Regions from separate parts of the Triticum aestivum genome. Here region 2 is linked to region 1. A link is a contact called in public Hi-C data. All regions are on one chromosome and are shown on one strand. Each heading gives the region's core, a stretch centred on a gene start, on an enhancer-like site or on the middle of the called end of the contact. The rest is flanking DNA. Distances are from core to core; before and after follow the strand shown. Region 1 has its middle 44 kb from the start of LOC123157450. Region 2 has its middle 43 kb from the start of LOC123159620.

Evidence for each region. A called contact is a pair of places that touch in the nucleus more often than the background predicts.
Region 2: a contact with region 1 is called in a Hi-C map of leaf, with 9 times the contacts expected there. The contact joins two enhancer-like sites. A contact is called at or near these places in 4 of 5 Hi-C or Micro-C datasets (leaf and an unstated tissue).

What each region holds. Positions count from the first base shown.
Region 1 is chr7B:205,057,170-205,062,278 of IWGSC CS RefSeq v2.1, forward strand. No RefSeq gene overlaps it. Among protein-coding and RNA genes, the nearest start is that of LOC123157450, 44 kb to the right of the region's middle. Within about 2 kb of position 1,327, at least 1 of the 8 cell types and tissues checked has an H3K27ac peak or open chromatin away from gene starts, as enhancers often do.
Region 2 is chr7B:205,263,751-205,269,492 of IWGSC CS RefSeq v2.1, forward strand. No RefSeq gene overlaps it. Among protein-coding and RNA genes, the nearest start is that of LOC123159620, 43 kb to the right of the region's middle. Within about 2 kb of position 3,346, at least 3 of the 8 cell types and tissues checked have an H3K27ac peak or open chromatin away from gene starts, as enhancers often do.

The sequences.
Region 1 (5,109 bases), core at 77-2,576:
AACCGATAAAGAAACAAAGGAAAAGGAGGAAAACCAAATAGAAAAACAAAGAAAAGAAAAACAAAAGAATGAAAAACCAAAGAAGACAATGCAAAAGAATAAAACCGAGAAAACCAAGTAAGAAACAAAAGAAAAACGATGAAAACCAAGAAACAAACAAACAATCAAAACCAAGAAAGATACAAATAAGACAAAGAAAAATAATGAAACCCAAGAAAAGAAAGGAAGGAAGGCAAAAGCACAATGAAAATCGAGAAAGAAAGAAATGAAAACATAGAAAAACCGGTGAAAACTGATAAGAAATAAAGAAAACAAATGAAAAAGCAAAGAAAACACAAAAACCAAAGAAACCATGAATAAAACAAAGAAAACCGATGAAAAATAAAGGAAATTAAAAATATTAGAAAACAGGAGAAGGAAAAAATAAAGAAAAAAGCTAAAAAGAACAAAAAACGAAAAGAAAACACAAGCAAAATGCACCGAGCGAATGAGCACGGCCGAGTGAGTGAGCCAGTGAGCGCGCAGAAAAGGGGCAACCCTTTGCAGTAGATAGCACGGGAACTTTCAGCGAGATAGAAGCTAGTCTCGCACTAAGCGAGATATAGCTCTCGTGTCGAACGTCGGGGCAATATGGTACTTCCTCCGTCTGGATTTATTTGGACCCTAGTATTATGGATTAAACTATGACCATATGTATATAACTAACAAAATAAGATTTGTATGGTACAAAAATAATACATTATTTGATTTGTATTAGAAAGAGGTTTCCTACCATGTAATTTTTATGACATATAGTTTACATCTCTTTAGTTTGTATTTTTTTATCAAAGTTTAACGCTAAATATGAGAGGGGGCCAATAAATCCAGACGGAGGATGTACTACGCCTTCATCCTTCTCCGATCTCCCTTATCCTACGGGGTAGCAAATGTCCTGTACTCTCTTTGTCTGGATTTATTAGTGCCCCTCTTATTTTGTGTTAGCATTTGATCATAAATTTAACTTGTAAATGTAAACTATACTACTATGTCACAAAGTTATATTATTAGAAATCTTTCTCGACTAAAAATCGAGCAACATACTTTTTATTTTGTTAGTCACATGAATGGTTAAAAGTATTCATAAAATATAAAAGGGGTCTAATAAACTCAGACGGAGGAAGTAGGCCTCAAATAAAAAGGGAAAAAAAGAAAGAAAAATGGCTCGTCGTCTGGGCGTAGGCACTAGCTAGGCCGAGCGGATGAGCACGGCCGAGTGAGTGAGCCAGAGACCACGCAAAAAAGGGTCGACCCTTTACAGTAGATAGCACGGGAACTTTCAGCGAGATAGAAGCTATTCTCGCACTAAGCGAGATATAGCTCTCACGTGGATCGTCGGGGCAATACGGTACTTCCTCCGTCTCGATTTATTTGGACCCTAGTATTATGGATTAAACTATTACCATATGTACATAGCTAACAAAACATGATTTGTATGGTACAAAAAAAAATACATTATTTGATTTGTATTAGAAAGAGGTTTCCTACCATGTAATTTTTATGACATATAGTTTACATCTCATTAGTTTGTATTTTTTTAATCAAAGTTTAACACTAAATATGAGAGGGGGCAATAAATCCAGACGTTACGCCTTCATCCTTCTCCGGTCTCCCTTATCCTACGGGGTAGCAAATGTCATGTATTCTCTTCGTCTAGATGTATAAGTGTCCCTCTTATTTTGTGCTAACATTTGATCATAAATTTAACTTGTAAATGTAAACTATACTACTATGTCACAAAATTATATTATTAGAAATCTTTTTCGACTAAAAATCGAACAACATACTTTTTATTTTGTTAGTCACATGAATGGTTAAAATTATTCATAAAATATAAAAGGGGTCTAATAAACTCAGACGAAGGAAGTAGGCCTCAAATAAAAAGGGGAAAAAAGAAAAAAAAATGGCTCGCCGTCTGGGCGTAGGCACTAGCTATTTTTTGCGGGGAACTTTAGAGAGCTTTATTGAATAAAGGCATTCGTTGGACAGTCAGCCAAGAGGCTCCTTACCAGGAAGCTAGGAGTGGAGTCTAGCCAGCTTTCGGTCATGTTAAGCGTACATGCATGCTTAGCACACAGATGCGCAGGACCGTTGGCAGCTCTACTTACATGAGAAATATCAAAAAACACAAAGCTAGCACAGAGCTCTCTAATTTCAGAAAGAATCGGTACTACTACCGAACGATCAGTGTAGCTAGAGTTCCAGAGGTTTACTGCCTCTAGACAGTCAGTTTCCAGTTGCACGTGTGTGTATCCTCGTAGCTTGGCAAAGATGGCGCCCTCATGAAAACAAATGAAAGGATCTGTGACCCCCACGTGGGGTTTGCACCATGCACCCAGGAAAGTCGATGAAGAGCGGGCGACGCCACCCGCACCCGCATTGCCAGCATCAAGCTCGATTGCAACATTTGTATTCACCTGACGTAGTTCATCTCGGGGGGCCACCAACCGTGGCCCGTCAGTGGTATGAAGCTCTGTCGGGGAATGTCCACCAACGCCAGGTCCTCCCGGATGCGTCGAACCGAAGTAGTTGAGTCGATGATATCTTGATCATGTGTCCTCCTGTTATGGGACATCCAGATAGCCCACATGACCGTGATAATAATGGCACGGTCCTTCTCTGAGAAGCGCTCTTCACAGAGTATGTCGCGTGTCCAAGTGCTGGGGTCGAGCCGTGGCAAGGAAATATCGAAGAGTAGCCTGGCCTCTTCCCAAAAACTTCTTGCATGAGAACAGTGCACTAAAGCATGCATCAGATCCTCGTCCATCACGAGACAAAGCTTACATAATCTTGTATCCTTTATGTGTCTGTGGTTTAGAGTCTTCTCATCTGGAATGATTCCTCGAATAAATCTCCATCAGAACACCCTGACCTTGGGAACTACTCTGAGCTTCCATATGGCACTCCAAATCTGTTGTTCATTCGCTGATGGCCCCGCTATCTGCCCTTCTTCTAGAGCTACACGCTCTTTCTGATTCATTAGAGCTCGATAGGATGTTTTAACAGAATAAATGCCAGATCTCTCGTGTGCCCAAGCATAGAAGTCCTCCCCGCCACCGTGGTGTAGGGGAATATTCAGGATTGCGTCCGCATCGGGTGTGATAAATGTAGCACGGACTAGGTCCCGATTCCAAGACCAGTTATCAGTGTCAATCAGGTCACTCACCATGGTGATCGGCGTGTTTGGCGGTCTGAGCATTGGTTTCATTGATACAGTCGACGGCTGCCATCGCTCCTCCCACACTGAGGTGGTAGTGCCATCACCAATTCTCTTAACAAGGCCCGTATTAAGTGCTTGACGACCAGCAACGATCGCCCTCCAAGTAGCAGAAGCTGACTTTGGTATTGTGGCCTGCAGAAAATTACAATCAAGAAAGTACCTTCCCTTCATAACTCTGGTGCAAAGTGAGTCTGGTTTTGTCATGAACCTCCAGCCATGTTTCCCCAGAAGGGCAATGTTGAACTGTCTGAGGTCGCGGAAGCCCATCCCCCCTTTGATTTTTGGTGTAGCAAGTTTGTCCCACACAATCTAATGGAGGGCACTTCTATCCAGAGAACTTGCCAACCAGAATTTTGCCATGTTTGAGGTCAAGCCTTTGCACACTTTTTTGGTTAGCAGAAAACATGACATACTGAAAGTTGGAATGGCCTGAACGATTGACTTGATTAATGTTTCTCTACCGGCACATGCAAACAACCGTTCTGACCAACCTTGCATCTTGCCCTTGGCCCGATCTCCAATATGCTCAATAGTGCCACTAGAAATCCTTCCAATTGCAGTAGGTAGACCAAGGTAACATTCTGAAAAAGCTTCAGAATGGACATTCAGAAGTTGTTTCAGACTTGCTTTGAGCGTCGCCGGTGTGTTGGGACTGAAATATATAGAGCCTTTTGATCTGTTCACACATTGGTCGGAGGCCTCACCATAGATCCTGAGAATGTCATTCAATTTTGTTGCACTCTCAAGGTTCGCCTTGATGAAAATCAAGCTATCATCCGCGAACAGAAGATGACTCACCCAAGGTGCTCTGTGATTTACTCTGATGCCACGATCAATGAAGTTTCCATAGTAATTAACCAGAGCAGAGAAACCTTCGGCGCATAACAGAAAAAGATACGACGAAACTGGGCAACCCTACCGGAGCCCTCTCGACGAGGTAAAGTAGGGCAGCAGCTCCCCGTTAACACGCATCGAGAAACGTATAGACGTGACACACTTCATGATCAATCTCACCAAGCTGCCAGGAAATCCGAGCCTCAAGAGCATAGCTTCAAGAAAATGCCACTCGACTCGATCATAAGCTTTCATCATGTCCAACTTGATTGCACATGAGAAAATTTTCCCTTTCTTCCGCCGCTTCATCGTATGTACACTTTCAAATGCAACAAGAACATTGTCTGTGATCAAACGACCTGTGAAGAAAGCACTTCGCTCCTCGCTAATAACCTCATCCATGCAAGGCCTCAATCGATTGGTGATGGCTTTAACAGCAATCTTATAGAGTACTGGACACAAAGCAATGGGCCGATATTGCGAGATATTATGTGGATGACGTACCTTTGGGATTAAAGTGATGGCAGTGTCGTTGAGCCCCGCAGGTAGTTCACCACCATTCAAGAAATCTAAGGGACACGTGATCGCTGCTTTAACCATATCTCCTCCAATTTTAATGCCTCTCGGAGCTTTGACATGGTGTCTTTTTCTTCATCTGAAGGGGCCCGTCCAACCGACTGGCTCCGCAACCCATCAAGTTGTTTTTGCAGTTGGCAAACGGTCCTCGTTAAGCACCCAAATTCTCGAACTCCTCAAGGCACTAGTTTTTGTTGTAGGGCTTCTAGAGAATTCATAATTCCGAGTAGACCCGGCTGCTTAACTTGTGCACGCCAAGTTTCAGTAACCAGTTGCTCATAGTCACTATGAGATTGCCAGATGTTCTCCTAGCGAAAGGGTTTCGAACCATGTCTGTTGGATGGATGGCGCCGAAGATCCACCACTACAAAGCAGTGGTCAGGCTCTAAGGAGTACACATGGCGCACTTTGGCATGCTTGTACTTCTGTCGGAACTCCTCATT
Region 2 (5,742 bases), core at 2,096-4,595, 210 kb after region 1:
CGTGAAGGAGGCTGAGACGGCATCAAAGCTCAGGAGCTGGCTGTAAAGCTCCTGAACCGTGATCGGTTCCACCCGAGCAGCGAGCGCCGAGACGACAGGGTTGTATTCCATGTCCAATCCGGCGAGAATCTTGGAGACGATCTCCGGATTGGAGAGCGCGGCGGCGGTGCAGGCAACTTCATCTGTGAGACTTTTAATTTTTCCAAGATACTCGACCATGCTCATATTACCTTTCTGAAGATTGGTCAGCTCGATGCGGGTGTTAATGGCTTGGGCTTGACTTTGAGCAGCAAACATGGCATGAATTGCACGCCAAACTTCGGCCGACGTCTGTAACGTGGCGACCTGTGCAAGAATATCGCGGGAAAGAGAGCCCATCAAATATCCTTGAAGTTGCTGCTGTTGTGCATACCAGAGGGTTCATGCAAAGTTGGCGATCTGCTCTTCTTTGCCTTCCTTCGTGATGGTGAGGGTGGGCGGCGGTGCCGGGCTCGACTCGTCGAGGTGATGTTCCATCTGTGCTCCTTTGATCTGCGGCAGCACGACGGCCTTCCAGAGAAGAAAATTCCCCCTCGTCAGCTTCTCCTGTGGTGGTGGTCCGAGGGATGTGGTGGTGGTGGTGGATGAGGAGGCGAAGGTGGAGGTGGAGGTGGAAGATGAAAGTGCACCCATGGTGCTGGGCAACATGGCGGCGGAGGTGGTAGACATGCTCTCGATGGAGGAAGGTAGCTAGATGCGTTTTTGTTGAGGAAGTGGCTCTGTTACCATGTAAAACGATATGGGAAGCGTTGAACCCTTTGCTCGGGCCGCATTGCATTATATAGAACTTGTGTCGTGGCTTACAAGATTAGATCGAGGCTAGATCGATCGGTTACAGAGAGATATTCGGGAGAGGTTGAAACAGAAGAAGAGATAGAATAGGTTTACAATTCAAAGAGAATTCTATCCCTATACAAGAACTAATTCTAACAAGTGCTGCAGTTTGATGGAGCTTCATGGAGGATGTTCAGAGATCAGGAGACATGTGGGCTCAATTTAGGCGCAAATTAAGAGCTAGCTTTTGACTAAACCTAAACAAATTCCTGCCTTATCTTCGGTTGCATTTAGTTACACACTTTTGGTGGTCTGCTACCTCGGTTGCTCTTTCTCAGCTGCCCATTCCTTTGGTTCAAGCATGTCGCGCACTAGACGCAGGTAGCTGAAACATTCTGGATTGCAGTTCACGGTGACCACGACGGTATAGTCGGCATCAAACGCGGACGTTTCAGTGTAGGAAAACGTGGTGGTTCTACATACATTGAACATCCATGCATCGCTGCACTTTATTTGGCTATCAACTTAGTAGAATCTTGTGGCACTGCACCAACATTGGTTCAGACTCGTGCCACGCAGTCTGAGATCAAAAGACCACCACGATGCGAGCCTTCTTTTTCCGCGCCAGGCATGCATATCATAGTGATGGACGTCGATCTCGGATTGTGACCTACGCTGGTCGGTGCAAAGCTAACTAGGCCCTCGTACATTGAATCCGTATCCCTGAGATCCTGATTATAGCTTTGGCAGTGCAGGAAGGACGACGGTCCGCTTCTTGGAACTTTTCCTTTTGTTTCCGGACTACAGTTTCTTTTTTCAACTTCAGATTAGGGAATGCTTTTGTTTCTCATCACAAAATAAAATGTTTTGGTTGGACCTGGTAGGAAGCCCCAACGACTGAGCATTGCAGAATTGAACCACATCAGGCTGGGCTAGTGACCGTGGGAGCGGGCAAACCTTAACATCAGGGCTATGCGGTTATGTCTCAAAAAAAAATCAGGCCGATCCAATTGCACGCTACCCACCCAGCGTCGTACGCAGTTTTTTTTTTTGGTGTCCTTTCAATTTGTTTGTTCCCTGTTTTATTTTCAATTTTTTCATTTTATTTTTTATTTCCCTTATAATTTTAAATTTTATTTTTTTACTTTTATTTCGTGACCATCTTTCAAATTGTTGAACAATTTTTGAAATCATCAACATCTTACGGATTCATGAACAATTTTTTTTAATTATGACAATTTTATGAAGCCACGAATATTGTTTGAATTTGTGAATATTTTTGAAATCATACTCATTTTTAGAATTCGTGGACATTTTCACAAATCCTTGTTCCAATCGTGCACATTTTTTGAATTCGTGAATATAATTTATAAATTCGCAAACATTTTCTGAAATGATTTTCTTAATTCATGCACATATTTTAGATCAAGTACATTTAAAAAAATTGTGTACATTTTTCAAAATTCGTGCTCATTTTTTGAGATCATGAACCTTTTTTAATTTAAAACATTTTTTGCAATTTGGGAATATTTTGCGAATTCATGATTATAAAACATCAAACATTATTTTCAAATTCAGAACTGTTTTTAAATGCCACAAATTTTTTAAGAAGCAAAAACCCTAAAATAAAAATAAAAAAAACTAGAAACAGCACGTGCGTGGGGGTACGGGATTGCTCACTATCCCCCTACCTTGCAGCGGGATCCTATATGTCGAATAGTAAGCCCCTAGCGCCGAAGCGTGCACACCACCATGCACGCTGGGTCTCTATAGTCCAGCCCATTTTCGCTTTATTTTTCTTTCGTTTTTCCTTCTTTTTCTTTTACAGTTTTTCCTTTTCCTTTTTTCTTTTTCCTTTCCTTTTTCCTGTATCCCGTTTAATTTTTTCTTGTTTAAATTTTCAGTTTTTCTTGCGTTTTTTATTTTCAAATTTGCGAATAATATTTTATTTCTTTAATTCAAAAAAATGTTCATCGATGTCAAAAACATGTTCATTTCATTTTATTGCTTGTCGAGATTTAAAAAATGTTCATCAAATTCGAAATTTGTTCATCATACTAAAAAATGTTCATGAAATTCGAAATTTGATCAATATTTTCAACATATTCATTAAATTCCAAAATTGTCCATCAATTTCTGAAATGTTCATCCATTTTTAAAAAATGTTCTTGAATGTGAATTTCGTTCATAAAGTTAAAAAATGTTCACGAAATTCAAATTTGTTAATGAAATATAGAAAATGATCATAATTATAAAATGCTCGTAAAAAATGTTCATCAAAATAAAGAATGTTCATTAAAATTCGAAAATGTTCGTTCTTTTGAATCGCTTTTTGAACTCAAGAACTAGTTTATGACAACTCACAGTTTGCAATGTTTTTAAATTTTGAAAAACCAATCCCGGATGATTTCTTATAGAATGAAAAACAGAAAATAATAAAGGAAAAATGAAAACAAAAAAAGGAGGCGCGCCGCCCCACGCATGAGCCGGCCCAACAGGGCGCGCACGGGTGCGCGCTACGGCGCTAGAGGGCGCCTCGTGCGCCATATAGGAGGTCCCGGCCTTGCGTGGAGAAGGAGCTCTCGTGGGGACGTCTATGTCTCGACGGCGAATCCTATTCGGCGCATATGCGCCCGTATGCAAAAGGGCGCCTGCAGAGCGCGGGTTGTTGGGCTCGGCCCATCTCCACCTTTCATTTTGTTGTATAAGAACAAAAAAGAGGGTGCAAGAACTAGGATTCGAACCAGCACCCTCATGGTTGTTCTTTCACTGCGGTGACCACACCACCGGCCAGACATCATGCGCTCAATTATATCTGCTCCACTCTTTAATCTTTTTTATTTTAACTATATTATTTTTGCTTCTCTATCAAGTGCGTGAACTTTTTTCAAATTCAATGAACTTCTTATTCAAAATCAGTGAACTGTTTTCAAGTATGATGAACTTTTTTTAAATTCGATGAACTTTTTTCGAATTCGATGAACTTTTCCCAAAATCGACGAACTTTTTTAGAATTCGGTGAACTTTTTCCCAAAATTGATGAACTTTTTTCGAATTCGATGAACTTTTTTTTAATTCGATGAACTTTTTCCCAAATTGGATGAACTTTTTACCAAATTTTATGAACTTTTTCCCAAAATCGATCAACTTTTTTGAATTGGATGAACTTTTTCAAATTTAGTTCATCAAATACAAATTTTGTTCAAACGTTTTTAAAAGTTGTTCGCCTGATAATATTTTTTGTTCCCTTTCTGTAGCGGTCTGGCATTCCCATCAAAAGAAACAATCGCGTTCCCGTAAGAAAACATAGCGATCAACTTCAGGAGCGAGAGATTGAAATAGTCTAGCGAACTCTAATTGGGCTTCATAGAATCAGCCCACAAAGAAACCTAGTAGGCGCTACAACTCCTAACCGGCGCAGAAGGCGCCGATTAGGAGCTCCCTCGACGGCGAATCCTATTCGCCTGCACCTCTTCATAGAAGGGCCAGGCCCAGCATGCAACTGGACACATGCGTTTAGGCGAGCCTAGTGCATCGGACCGGAAAAGTCTATATCGCGCTTATAGCAAGTCTTCCTTTAGTCTCGCTGAAGCCACTACAATTGCTGGCCCGTGGGAATCTATTCAGCGATCTCCTAGCTGCAGCATTGCACTGCTAGCCACTCGGCCACCATCTGGTTTGTGTTCATTAGTAGGTCACGGACTTGTTAAAGAAACAGAGTCGGGTTTTCACCAATTTTTATTTGTTTCTTTTCTCTATATTTACTGGTTTTCTGTTTTCTTTGGTTTTATTTGTTTCCTTTTCCTTTTTCACTAGTTTTTCTTCCTTCTCTTTCATTTTTCTTTAGTTTTTTCCTCTCGTTTTTATTGGGTTTCTTTTGTTTTCTCTCGGATTTTCCTTTTTTTTATATACATTTTCCATATATATCCAACATATGTTTATAATACACGTCTAATACTTGTCAAATACAAGATTAATATTTATGGAGTACATGGTCAGCATTTTTTTAACAAACACTTAACATTTTTCAAATAATTGAATAACAAATTTCAATTACAATATTAACATTTTTTAATACATGGTCAATATTTTTCCTATACAGATTTGACATTTTTCAAATGCTTGAGTAACATGTTTTAAATACCAGGTCTACATATTTTTAATACACACAACTTTTTTCACATAATTATATATTTTTATATACATTTTTCGTACACATGAGAAACATTAGGGAGGATTGAATCTTGGATGGCACGCGACTCGAGTGTACAATGTAGCTATCACAGTGAAGCACTAGTTTAAAGGAAAGCACAAATGTGGTTCGTTGTGAAGCACTAGTTTTTGTTGAGTACGAGGATTATTAGGAATTATAGGATAGACTAGGGTTCGGTCTTGCCTTGTCTTGTATTTCAAGTTGGTCTTTGTACTCTATTTATATGCCCACGAGGCTCAAGCAATACAATGAACTATTCCATCAAACCTCTCTCTCCCTTCTAACATGGTATCAGTTTCCGGGTTCTAAAACCTAGCCGCCGCCACGACCGCACCCGCACGCCGTCCCCGGGGCGGTCGGCCTCCATGACCGCCGCCGGGGGCCGCGCCGCCCGTACCTATGGTTCGTCCGCCGGTCATGTTGACCGGCTGCCCTAATGAATCTTTTTCCGATCTTTTGATCCGGGTTTTCTCTCTCTCGCCGTCATTTTGATCGGCGTTTTTCTTTTTGGTTTTCCGATATAATCTTGATCGGTTTGCGTCACCCGCCGCCGCCATCGACCCCCATGCGCCTCTACTCCAACTCCGGCGCGACCAGCCGGCGTCTCCTCCGACACGGCGGCCACGCGCGCCAAGGCGGCCCGTCAGGGCTAGCCGCCATCCGCGCGTTGGTCCGCCCTTCGCTCTGCGTCGGCCATCACCGCCCAGCTCCAATCG